2 separate regions of the Sus scrofa genome follow, and region 1 is linked to region 2. The links are chromatin contacts, called in public HiChIP or PLAC-seq maps. All regions are on one chromosome and are shown on one strand. Each heading gives the region's core, a stretch centred on a gene start, on an enhancer-like site or on the middle of the called end of the contact. The rest is flanking DNA. Distances are from core to core; before and after follow the strand shown. Region 1 holds the start of DAP (death-associated protein 1). Region 2 holds the start of ROPN1L (ropporin-1-like protein).

The links. HiChIP or PLAC-seq counts read pairs in DNA pulled down with a chosen protein or histone mark.
Region 1: an H3K27ac HiChIP or PLAC-seq map of alveolar macrophages shows a contact between it and region 2. The contact joins the promoter of DAP here to the promoter of ROPN1L in region 2. A contact is called at or near these places in 1 of 47 Hi-C or Micro-C datasets (embryonic fibroblasts) and 1 of 2 datasets of contacts at active chromatin or transcription factors (alveolar macrophages).

Annotation. Positions count from the first base shown.
Region 1 is chr16:319,904-325,547 of Sscrofa11.1, reverse strand. DAP (death-associated protein 1) reads left to right here and starts at 3,473. Exons shown (of 4, transcript XM_003134178.5): 1 at 3,473-3,744. The coding sequence starts at 3,690. LOC100523337 (a long non-coding RNA gene) reads right to left here and starts at 3,400. Exons shown (of 4, transcript XR_001300877.2): 1 at 3,103-3,400.
Region 2 is chr16:41,830-47,922 of Sscrofa11.1, reverse strand. It overlaps ROPN1L (ropporin-1-like protein), which reads right to left and starts at 4,624. Exons shown (of 6, transcript XM_021076812.1): 1 at 4,487-4,624; 2 at 3,986-4,160; 3 at 2,244-2,367; 4 at 1-78. The coding sequence starts at 4,116.

The DNA.
Region 1 (5,644 bases), core at 2,224-4,723, 280 kb before region 2:
AAAGACACCAGCCACAGGGAACTGGATCTTGTAGGGGGTTGTGCTCCACACCACAAACAAAATGGAGCCAGGTCCACTGCTCTGAAAAACTGCCACAGAACCTCGAAGTCCCATCTCCTTTGGTCTTCCTGCTCTGCCACCTTTAGCATATGGCTGTCCTGCCTTTGGTTGCTTCGTGGTTGCACTATGACTGCTCTGCTTTCCACTTTCTGTCTGAAGTCATGGCAGTATGAACAGAGAGGTCTCTAGAAGGAAGGCTACTCCTCACATTAAGAATGCAAAAGCTGGAGTTCTCCTGTGGTGCAGCAGGTTGAGGATCTGGCATTGTCACTACAGTGGCTTGGGTCACTGCTGTGGCATGGGGTTTGATCCCTGGTCCAGGAACTTCCATATGTCATCGTCGCAGCCAAAAAAAAAAAAAGCAAAAACTTCCCCGGAAAACCCCCAATCAACTTTCACTTAGATTTCAGTGGAAATCTAAACCACCTCTAGCTGCAAGGGAGTCTGGGAAATATGGGTTTTTCTTTTCAAGCTAAGTTCTTTAAACAATAGTATTTTCTTCAGTAGGAATGTTATGGATTAGGCAAGAACTCTGCACTGTAATGAGCAGTTTGGATTCTCTTCTAGGTGGGAAGGTATCTGTGGGTAGGTGGGTAAGTGAGGAATTCTGCTTTGACATGTAAAACTAGGTATGTTATACCAGTGTCTGGATCTGTGTGGCTCAGAACAGGTCTCAGGCAAAGATATGGATCCTCTCAGGCCTCAGTGCAGCCCAGGATGACCGGAGCCTCCAAGGCCCTCAGTAGCTTGAGTCCTTCCTCAGAAATATCCTTTACCCCCGGGTTTCTGAGCAATGACATAGGTCACTGAATCTAAGATGCCATTGCTCTTAACGTGATGTACCGCTAAGGGAAAAAATGCTTCCAATTAAACTACAACACAATGTTTTAGAACTCTCATTTCACACTTCTTAGAAATGGTTCTTTTAGACTTAAAGACATAAGTTTTTAAGCATATAGCACCCTTGAACACACACAGAAAGGAAAATAGTAATACAATGAGTTTGGTTAGGTATCCTTAAAGTTTCTATTTAGAATCCAAATCAGTAGTGTCTGTGGATTTCCTCACTCTAGTCTATCAAGAGTGTTAGTGATGGACACTGATTATTAGAGAAATGCAAAGCAAAATTACTATGAGGTACCACTTCACACCAGTCAGAATGGCCATCATTAAAAAGTCCACAAATAGGAATGTAAACTGGTACAGCCACTATGGAGAACAGTTTGGAGATACCTTAGAAACCTACACATAGAACTTCCATATGACCCTGCAATCCCACTCCTGGGCATATATCCGGACAAAACTCTACTTAAAAGAGACACATGCACCCGCATGTTCATTGCAGCACTATTCACAACAGCCAAGACATGGAAACAACCCAAATGTCCATTGACAGAGGACTGGATTCGGAAGATGTGGTATATATACACAATGGAATACTACTCAGCCATAAAAAAGAATGACATAATGCCATTTGCAGCAACACAGATGGAACAAGAGACTCTCATACTAAGTGAAGTAAATCAGAAAGAGAAAAACAAATACCACATGACATCACTTATCTCTGGAATCTAATATGTGGCACAAATGAACCACTCCACAAAAAAGAAAATCATGGGCATGGAGAACAGACTTGTGGTTGCCAAGGGGGATGGGGAGGGAGTGGGATGGACTGGGAATTTGGGGTTAATTGATACAAACTATTGCCTTTGGAATGGATAAGCCATGACCTCCTCGTGTATAGCACTGGGAACTACATCTAGTCACTTATGATGGAGCATGAGAATGTGAGAAAAGGAATGTATATATGTATGTGTGACTGGGTCACCTTGCTGTACAGTAGAAAATTGACAGAACACTATAAACCAGCTGTAATGGGAAAAAATAAAAATCATTTAAAAAAAAAAGTGTTAGTGATGGGGCATCTCTTAAGAGTGTTCCACTAATGATTTTGGATTTTCTTCTAAGCAGGTGACACCTGTCTGCAAGTTTTGACGTGAATGCATGACAATGACAACTATATCACAACTTCTGCCTGGCCAATTTCTATCCTGCTAGTAGTGCTAACGCTAACCCTAACCCTAAACAAAATGCACATTGTGTGCATTTCTGTGTGTGCTGTGATGCAAAGTGTTTAGCAGTGCTGAGTTAGATATCTGGGTAGGGAGGTCAAGGGGGCAGTGGGGTATGGGTGTGGAGCTTAATGGAGAGGCAGACATAGAAAACTGGTTTGAAGATTTGAGATCCGTTAAGCACATGGATGACAGTGGGCCTGCCTGTAACCACTGAATCAGGTCTACACAGAGAAGACAGCTGGTGTTGAACCTTGGGATACTCAAGTGTTTATAAACCTACAAGAGGAGCAAACCAATTCAACTGAGAGTTAGGAGCCAAGCACCTAATTCAAATACTGGGTGTCTAAGGAGTGATGTCCAATCCCTGAAGCTAAGGAGAAAGGGGATGGTCCCCTAGGGCAAGTGCTGCTGAAAGGTCAAGTAGGGTGAGAGTGGAAGAGTTATCACTGGATTGGGCAGCATGAAGGTCATTAGTGACCTTGGCAGAAGGACTTCCTGGTTGGTGGTAGACTCTGTAGAGCTGAATGACAACCAGATGTACGGGACTGGGTTGAGGAGTGAGAGGGGGTGAGGTGCTTTTTGAGCAGCTGTGTTGTCAAAGACAGAGATACAGACAAGAGAGGCAGAAGTTTTTCCTTTTCTAAAGACATTGGCCACGTCTGAACGCTAATTTAGCAAGGCTGGATTCATGTCACAGGAGAGGATACCTCTAGCTGCAAAATGCTTGAGATGGTGAGAGGAATGCAATCCTGGGCACAAGACCAAAGGGTCAGCCTCGGACAGAATCAAGACTCATCGCAACAGAGAGATGACAGACAGGGGGAGCAGACACAACCTTCCAAGAACTTGGTCCAAGCTTCACAGCGCTGTCTTCCTTTCGGGGGGGGGGGAACTCTCCCGTTTATAGCATCTTTTAACAAATCTCTGCTCTGCTTGGGCCTTTTGTCGGTCCCACCCGGGGTCTCACCTCCGCACTTAACCGGTCCTTTTAGCTGTGAGCTGGGTGAGGACATCTGGCAGACTGGCCGGTTACCTGAACACACATCAGCCTCTTGGGCGCCCCTTACTGATGTTCAGTTTCTCCTCCACCGTCACCGTCTATCTAGCGGGTTGGCTGAGCACCGTTCACGGAAGTGCCACTCTGCTCCCGGCGTCTTTTCAACCTCCAGCGAGTGCTCCTGCCAGCACCAGTTCCCGCCTCTTCGAACCGCAAACGCCCCGCCCCGGTCCCCCTTCCTTCTCCGCCCTCGGCCACTGCCTTCAACGTGGCGACGACGACTGCGCATGCTCAGTACCTGGGATGCGCGACGGCTGGCGGGGCGGGGTGGGCGCAGTGACGCCACTGCGCAGCCGCGGACAGGCGGGACCGCGCCACGTCGACGCGCAGCGGCCGCGCCCCCTCTCGGCGGCCTGGGTCTGTTCGCCCGCGCGCGGTCCCGCCGCCTCACGCGCGCGCCTCCCTTGCTCCCCAGCGCTCACGCTCGCGCGCAATTCCCTCTCGCCGGCTAGCCTTCAGCCGCCGACGTCTCGGCCCCTCAGAAAGCCGGTCGCACCATGTCTTCGCCTCCCGAGGGAAAGCTAGAGACGAAAGCAGGACACCCGCCCGCCGGTACTGACTCGTTCCCAACTTTCTCCCCTCTCGTGGGTCCGGAGGGCGGGCTCGAACCCGCGGGCACGGGGCGCGGAGCGGGGCGCCGGGCGGGGGAGGCCGCCGGCCTGGGACGTGTCTGCTCTTGGGGTCTAAGTTGAGCCCAGCCCCCGGGCGGATGAGACCCATCGCCTTAAGGTGTGCGAAACATCGGAGTTGCATGCAAATGAGTGTCTTGAAGGAGTCCCGTTGAGCAACTTACACCCCAAAGTTTCGGCGGTGGCTACTTACTTAGAATGTACAGATGTTTTTAGAAAACAAGTAGCTGAAACTATTAAAAAGCAATGTTTTTAGCGTCATGGTGATGAGTGATTGTAGGCTGACAGCTTTTTTTACTGACTAAAGAACCAAAGGAACGGAAATCATTTTTATAGTTAATCAACCAGTATGACTCCCCTCCCCCCTCCCCCGCCCCGTTTCTTTCTTATGCTGCTCTTCCTCAAAAGTGGTTTTGGTTTTTTTGTTTTTTGCTTTAGCACATCCTGAACTTCTGAGCCAAGGAAGTTAAATGCAGGCAAGAGTCATCTTTCTTAGCATATGGGACTCTTAAGCCACCTTTATGTTCTTACTGTCCCCCCCCCTTTCTGAGCAGAGTTCCTGTTTGCTGTTTCGAATCTACCCTTACTGGGCGATTGCCATTTCTCTCCTTTGGAGTGATGATGTCTCCATATGGAAGGGCGCTGGGAAGGAATCAAAGGTGACCGGGTCCCAGAGTCCCAGTCACTTCAATGTGTGGGATTTTTAGGGTGTTCATTGCACACGTTCATTGGAGTTACCAACTCAGACTGCTGGTCACAGAAGCCTTAGCCAAACATGGCTGCTTTTTGTGGAACATTTGTGCCATCTTGATTAGAGGAAAGATTCCCCTAAGTTCCACCTGCCATCCCCCCCACAACACACACACACTATAGGCCACTAATTCTCTGCCTCAATGGTGGTGAATATAGCAATACCTTAGAGCTGTCGCATTTCAGAGTAGGTGATACTTTTCAGTGGTGAAATAAGCTCTCAACAGCAAGACTGACGGGCAGTAGGAAAGAAAAATGGCTAACTGATGTGTGAGAGGCTAGGAATTTTAGGGAATCGTTCCACTGTAATGGAAAATAGACCTTGGGGACCTCTGTGTCACGTTAGTTTAGGATGAAAAAAGAACTTCAGAGTCATTTCCATTAGCAATAACTCTGACCTTTAATTCCTACTGCTGCGGGTCCATGGCCAGCCCTTCATTTACACTTGTGGTCGTGGACCATGTGGCAGCCATCTGCCCTTGGAGGCCTTGTCCCAGGGTGGTGAGTGACATTAGCTGTATGTGTTGAACTGACACCAAAACAAAGAAGCAGTAATTAAATTGCATGTAGAGACAGCCATATGGAGATTTTTAAGATCAGAGGTATAAACTGTATGTATTAACTCCCTGGGAGAAATTTCATAAAGGGCTCTGATTTTCTTTGAATTGTACACAACTAGGCTGTGTGAATTACAAATTAAACATCTCATTTATTCCCAGGGAGAGAGGAACCACTGTTATTTGTGACAGGGTAGCAGGGAACTTGGGTTCTAAGTTTTGAGGCTGGTCGCTTCTCTAGGGCTCAGTTTTCCTAATCCTTGAAATGGGAGGTTTGGGCCAGACGATCTTTTCCGGCAAAGGAGTGGGGCAGGGCTGTCTTTGTGCTGTTGCTGTCACCATTAGGATTGGATCCTGAGGGCAGTTAATCCCACCCACAAACTCAAGTGACTTCGAGGCAGGTTCTTTAAGCCTTTGGGTCCCCAGTCCAGCAGAAGCTGATTTAGAAGCTGTCACTGTCTTTCTACATTTCCCAAGGCCGGTCACACTCGGCTAGAGTTAAAGGAAGGACCTGGC
Region 2 (6,093 bases), core at 3,375-5,874:
GAATTTTTCTATTGGCAGGCACAAATTTTTCCATTTCTGCTCAAGATCTGCTAATTCCACATACTCCTTGTGGCTACACTGTTTAAAAACACAGCATGACACAATCTGTGTAAGTTTAAAAGTCCCCAACAATAATATAACACTTGTACTTAAACAGATCTCAAGTACCCATCCTGGTTCAAAGATGAAATCTGAATTCACTACATCTGTTCGCCCTGGGGAGGGGAGGGGAGAGGATGGGGCTTTGTGGAGGGGTAGGGGGTGAAAGGGCAGGGAAGGGGGAGAAGTTATTTCTTAGAAAAAAAGGAGTTCCCACTATGGCTCACGACATAGTGTCCATAAGGATGCAGGTTTGATCCCTGGCCTTGCTCACTTGGCTAAGGATCTAGTGTTGCCGTAAGCTGTGGTGTAGGTCACAGATGTGGCTCAGTTCAGGGCAGTGTTGCTGTGGCTATGACATAGGCCAGCAGCCGTAGGTCCAATTCAGCCCCTGGCCTGGAAACTTTCACATGCTGCTGGTGGAGCTGTGAAAATTAAAAAAAAGGAAAAAGGCATAACGGCATAATGTCATGATAATAAAATGGGCAACAGACACCATGGGCACACTGTTCTCTGTTGTCTGAAATACTTAACAATAAAAATAATTTCAAATTAAATCCCACCCCACGCATGTTAACAGTTAAATGGGAGAAATCTAAAACTGAAAATCAATGCATTTCTTCTACTATTTTAGACAATCTATGAAATTGGTAACTTCTACGATCCGCTAGCAGTATTCTGTGTGGAAGAGCTTTGAGCCATCTTAGTGAGTCTTTTCCTTTTAGTGTTATTTGTTTTCTCTTAAGAGAGAAATGGGAAAATCCTGCTTTCAGAATTCATTGGACCCTGGACAGGAACACAGGATTTTCAAATCTATAATGGGGAGGAGTCACTTTAAAAATTAGGGCTAAAGGCATTTCCCCTGGTGTCCTAGTGGTTAAGGATCCAACACTGTCACTGCTGTGGTGCAGATGTAATCCCTGGCCAGGAAACTTCTGCATCCCCTGGGCACAGCCCAAAATACTAATAATGATATCAAATCAAATCAGGGTTAAAGACAAACAAAAATCAGGGGTATACCACCGATTTCTAGCAATTCACCTGATAAATTCTACTTCCTCTTAACTCTCTGAGAGATGGTGGGTCGAGAGGGCTCTTAGGAGGGCTGGAAATCAAATGCCCAAGAGCAGTATTTCAGATGAAGAAGGCAGTGGATTATCATGTTAGCATAATTTTCAAAAGGATCTTTGCAACCACCATATCTGGAATTTCATATTTTCAGATACTTTTTTTGGTCCAGCAGCATCATATGTATTAATTTGCTATTTATTTATTAGCTTTTTTTTTTTTTTTTCAGGGCGCTCCTGTGGCATATGGAGGTCCCCAGGCTAGGGGTTAATCAGAGTTACAGCTGCCGGCCTATGCCACAGTCACAGCAACACCAGATTTGAGCTGCATCTACACCACAGCTCACATGGCAACACCAGCTCCTTAACCCACTGACTGAGGCCAGGGATAGAACCTGCCACCTCTTGGTTCCTAGTTGGATTCATTTTCGCTGAGCCATGATGGGAACTCCTTAATTTGGTATTTAAAAGAAATTCTATTTCAGTATAATCATGAATAGCATTTTTTTTTTTCTTTTTAGGACCGCACCCATGGCATATGGAAGTTCCCAGGCGAGGGGTCTAAGTGGAGCTACAGCTGCCAGCCTACACCACAGCCACAGCAACGCCAGGTCCGAGCCGAGTCTGTGATCTACACCACAGCTCATGGCAATGCCAGATCCTTATCCCACTGAGCAAGCTCAAAGATTAAACCAGCATCCTTGGAGTTCCCGTTGTGGCTAAGTGGGTTACAAACCCAACTAATATCCATGAGGATACCGCAGGTTTGGCCCTGAAAAAGCAAAAGAAAGAAAGAAAGAAAGAAAGAAAGAAAGAAAGAAAGAAAGAAAGAAAGAAAGAAAGAAAGAAAGAAACGCATCCTCACGGATGCTAGTCAGGTTCATAACCCACTGAGCCACAATGGGAACTCCTATTTGGGGTTCTTTAAACCAGAGAAAGGCCACTGAATACAAGATTCCTTCTTTGAATAAACTTGGAGGTTTCCCAAAGGGAAGCAGGGCTTGTATGGATGATGGGGAGGTTTCTGCCAAGCTTTATCTCAAGTTCATCTGACTGATGACAAAGACAATCTTATACCTGCTTGTGCAAAACTTTAAGGAGTCCTTGAGTCAGGCCTGTGTCTGTTTTCTGAGTGGCCATGGGCATTTCAATTCTGTCCTTTACAGGAAGTGGATCTCCTCTTGACAAAGCTGAAAAATACCTGACAACGACATGCATTGCTGAAGGCTCATCTGTGCATCCAGCTGACTTCATGCACTTTCATCAGTGACCTCAGAGGGAGACAGTGATGACGGAGGACTGTGCTAGGTCCCTGGCCCAGCCCCTCTACTCAACTGACTTAACATTCTCCACATGCCTCAGTTTCTCTGTCTGCAGAGTGGGGAGAATGGTGGCCCCTGTCTCAAGGCCCCCATCTGCACTCCTGGGGGTCTCACGACACATGCTAATCTCATCAAGTAGATGCCACTAGAGGTCCTGAGATGTTGCTAGAGGAGGTGGAGGTCAGGGCCCCATGTGACCCAAGTGCAAGGGCATGGTCCAGTAGTATCATTTTGACAGCTGGGGACTTGGCCCTGCTTCTCGAGGGGCTTGATTTCAAGCATCTCTGCCTATTCGGGTCTCAGGCACTCAGAACAGGGAAGTCACCTGTTTGGCCAACTCAGGGCCAACCTCCCCTACTCTTCACCTTTCCTGCCTGGTATTTTTTTTTTTTCTTCAGTATTTTCCCACTCAATCATTCCTTTCTGGGACATGGATATTGGTGCTAATACTAGGAAGAAGCTGGGACACAGAGAGAGTCTGGGGCAACAAGACAGGAGGGGGACAGGACCCCGGGGGTCTGGCTGGAGGGTGAGGGGTGCCAGGCAGGGTCTTCTGGAAGCTCACTCTCTGTGGGTGCATGCAGCTGAGAATGGCTGCTGAAGCCACATCATTTGCTGCCCTCACAACCTTACCACTGTCAGAGAAATGCCATATCCAGGAAAATAAGGCACTAAATCATCCAGGGCTACCAGTAATAATTTCAAAGATACAAGTAGTTAGAAAACATCTCTGAACATGTAACAAAATGTAGATCAATAGATATTTGATGGACTAAAAGAAATTTTATATCTCATCCCCTTTTTCTCTCTCCACCCCCTCAAATTCAACTTTCACGCTCTTAGGACAAGTTCAGACATATTTTGTTAACTTAATGTCTGTTCCTAGAAGCAGAATGTTTGTTGCAATAAACTGTGACGCTCATATGCTTGAACTAAGCTGGGCAAAGTTTAACTTTACAGCAGCCTTGGGATGGTTACTTGACATAAACTAGTCTTTCTGGTTCCAATAACCTCAAAAGGTACTCAATCCTGGAGGATTTTCTGAAGACAAAGAATATAACCATAAGATTCTTCCTTGTAAAAATCATTTCACAAATAAAGGGACTGTGATAGTTCGAGTTTATAACACAAGGCAGAAACTTTTTACCCAATGTAACTGTTTTATAAATTTTAGTCTACTTGCATAAATATCACTCTCCAACAATAGAGCTGCCATTGCTTTGTAGATAAATGGGCATTTTGCAGTAATTTCTGGTCTCGTGGTCAATAAACCACGACGCTTCCTAGATAGATACTTAGGTGTAAATACCAAAACCACTGGTACCTACATTAGGTGTATGGTATCTACAATACTATATTAGGTGTAGATACCAATGCTAAAAAAGGTTTTGCCGGTACTCAGGGTACTGAGCATTGTCCAGGAAGGAGGACTCACTAGGCACGACTGGGCAAAGGGGACCAGGGGGCTCTCCAAGGTCCCAGTCCGGTGGAACTTACCCCGCGGACCACTGCAGCACGTCGGCGGGTTGGGTGCGGATCGCAGCCTTGGTGAACTGCTTCAGGATGTCTGGCAGTTCCGGGGGAATGTGGATCTGCTGTGCGCAGAACATGGTGTCGGGAAGCGGCATCGCTCTCCGCAGACCAGGACCAGGCTGGAAAGAATCAAGGTGTGCTGCGGAGGGAGAAAAGGCTGGTTGGCCAGCCCAGGACACTCGGAGAGACGCGACGGCCAGGGGACCCAGGGGCCGGGCCAGAGCACGGGGTCCAGGGTCCCCAGTTTGAAGCCTAGTGGAGGAAGAGGGTCTGGGGCGGGGCTGGGCGGGGTCCGGGATCTTGAACCAGGCCGGGGGTGGTGCGTTTAAACCAGGCCAGGGCAGGCTGCCCACCTTTCCTCGGGTTTGGAGGGGCCGGGGACCGGGGCTGGGCGGCAGTTTTGGGTTTGAGGGCAGGCCAAGAGGCTGGCTTCCTGAGGCGCCGGCAGCCGGCGAAGGCTCTTACCCGCTCCTCCGGTTCCTCGGAAAATGAGGGCCAACCGCTGGTTCTAGCGCAGACCCAGCAACTGGGCAGCAAGCCACCGCTATTGTTTCGCAGCGGTATCCAAGCAACCAAAACATGTGCGGGCTCCACCCCCTGGAGCCGCGCACGCGCACAAATGGTGGAGCAATGCGCTTGCGCAGTCTGGTTTCGCAGTCCTTTCCTTTACCTCGCTGTAGGAGCAGAACGTTTCACTTGAAAAGGACTTTTTTTTTTTTTTTCTTTTGATTAATTTAATTTTATTGGAGTAAAGTTGACTTACAATGGTGTATTAGTTTTAGGTGTATGGTAAAATGATACAGTCATGCATATAAATATATCCATTCTTTTTTCCCATATAGGTTCTTACAAACTACTGAGTAGATTTTCTTCTGCTACACAGCACGTTCTCGTTGCATCTCTTGTTTTTCTTAATTTTTTTTATTACTCAAATGAATTTATCACATCTGTAGTTGTATAATGATCATAAAAATCTGATTTCACAGGATTTCCATCCCACAGCCCAAGCACATCCCCCCACCCCCCAAACTGTCTCCTCCGGATACCATAAGTTTTTCAATGTCTGTGAGTCAGCATCTGTTGTGCAAAGAAATTCCGTCTGTCCTTTCTTCAGATTCCACATGTCAGTGAAAGCATTTGATGTTGGTGTCTCATTGTATGGCTGACTTCACTTAGCATGATAGTTTCTAGGTCCATCCATGTTGCTAAAAATGCTGATTTCGTTCTTTTTCATGGCTGAGTAATATTCCATTGTGTATATGTACCACATCTTCTGGATCCACTCCTCTGTCGATGGACATTTAGGTTGTTTCCATGTCTTGGCTATTGTAAATAGTGCTGCAGTGAACATCGGAGTACATGTGTCTTTGCGATAGATGTGTTTTGTGTTTTCTCTGGATAGATGCCCAGGAGTGGGATTGCTGGATCCAATGGGAGTTCTATGTTTAGTTTTCTGAGGAATCTCCATACTGCTTTCCACAGTGGTTGCACCAATTTACAATCCCACCAACCGTGTAAGAGGGTTCCTTATTCTCCACCCCCTCTCCAGCACTTCTTGTTTGTAGACTTTTGGATGATGGCCATTCTGGCTGGTGTAAGGTGGTACCTCAGAGTGGTTTTGATTTGCGTGTCTCTAATAATGAGTGATGTTGAACAACTTTTCATGTGTTTCTCAGCCATCCGTATGTCTTCTTTGGAGAACTGTCTGTTTAGATCTTCCGCCCATTTTTTGATGGGGTTATTTGTTTTTTTGGTATTGAGCTGCAGAAGGTGTTTATAAATTTTGGAGAGGAATCTCTGGTCAGTCGATTCATTTGCAAAGATTTTCTTCCATTCTGTGGGATGTCTTTTTGTGTTGTTTAGGGTTTCCATTGCTGTGCAGAAACTTTGAGGTTTTATTAGGTCCCATTTGTTTATTTTTCTTTTTATTGTCAATACTCCAAGAGGTGGATCTGATAATATGTTGCTGTTGTTTATGTGAGAGAGTGTTTGGCCTATGTTTTCCTCTAGGAGTTTTATAGTGTCTGGTCTTATATCTAGGTCTTTAATCCATTTGGAGTTTATTTTTGTGT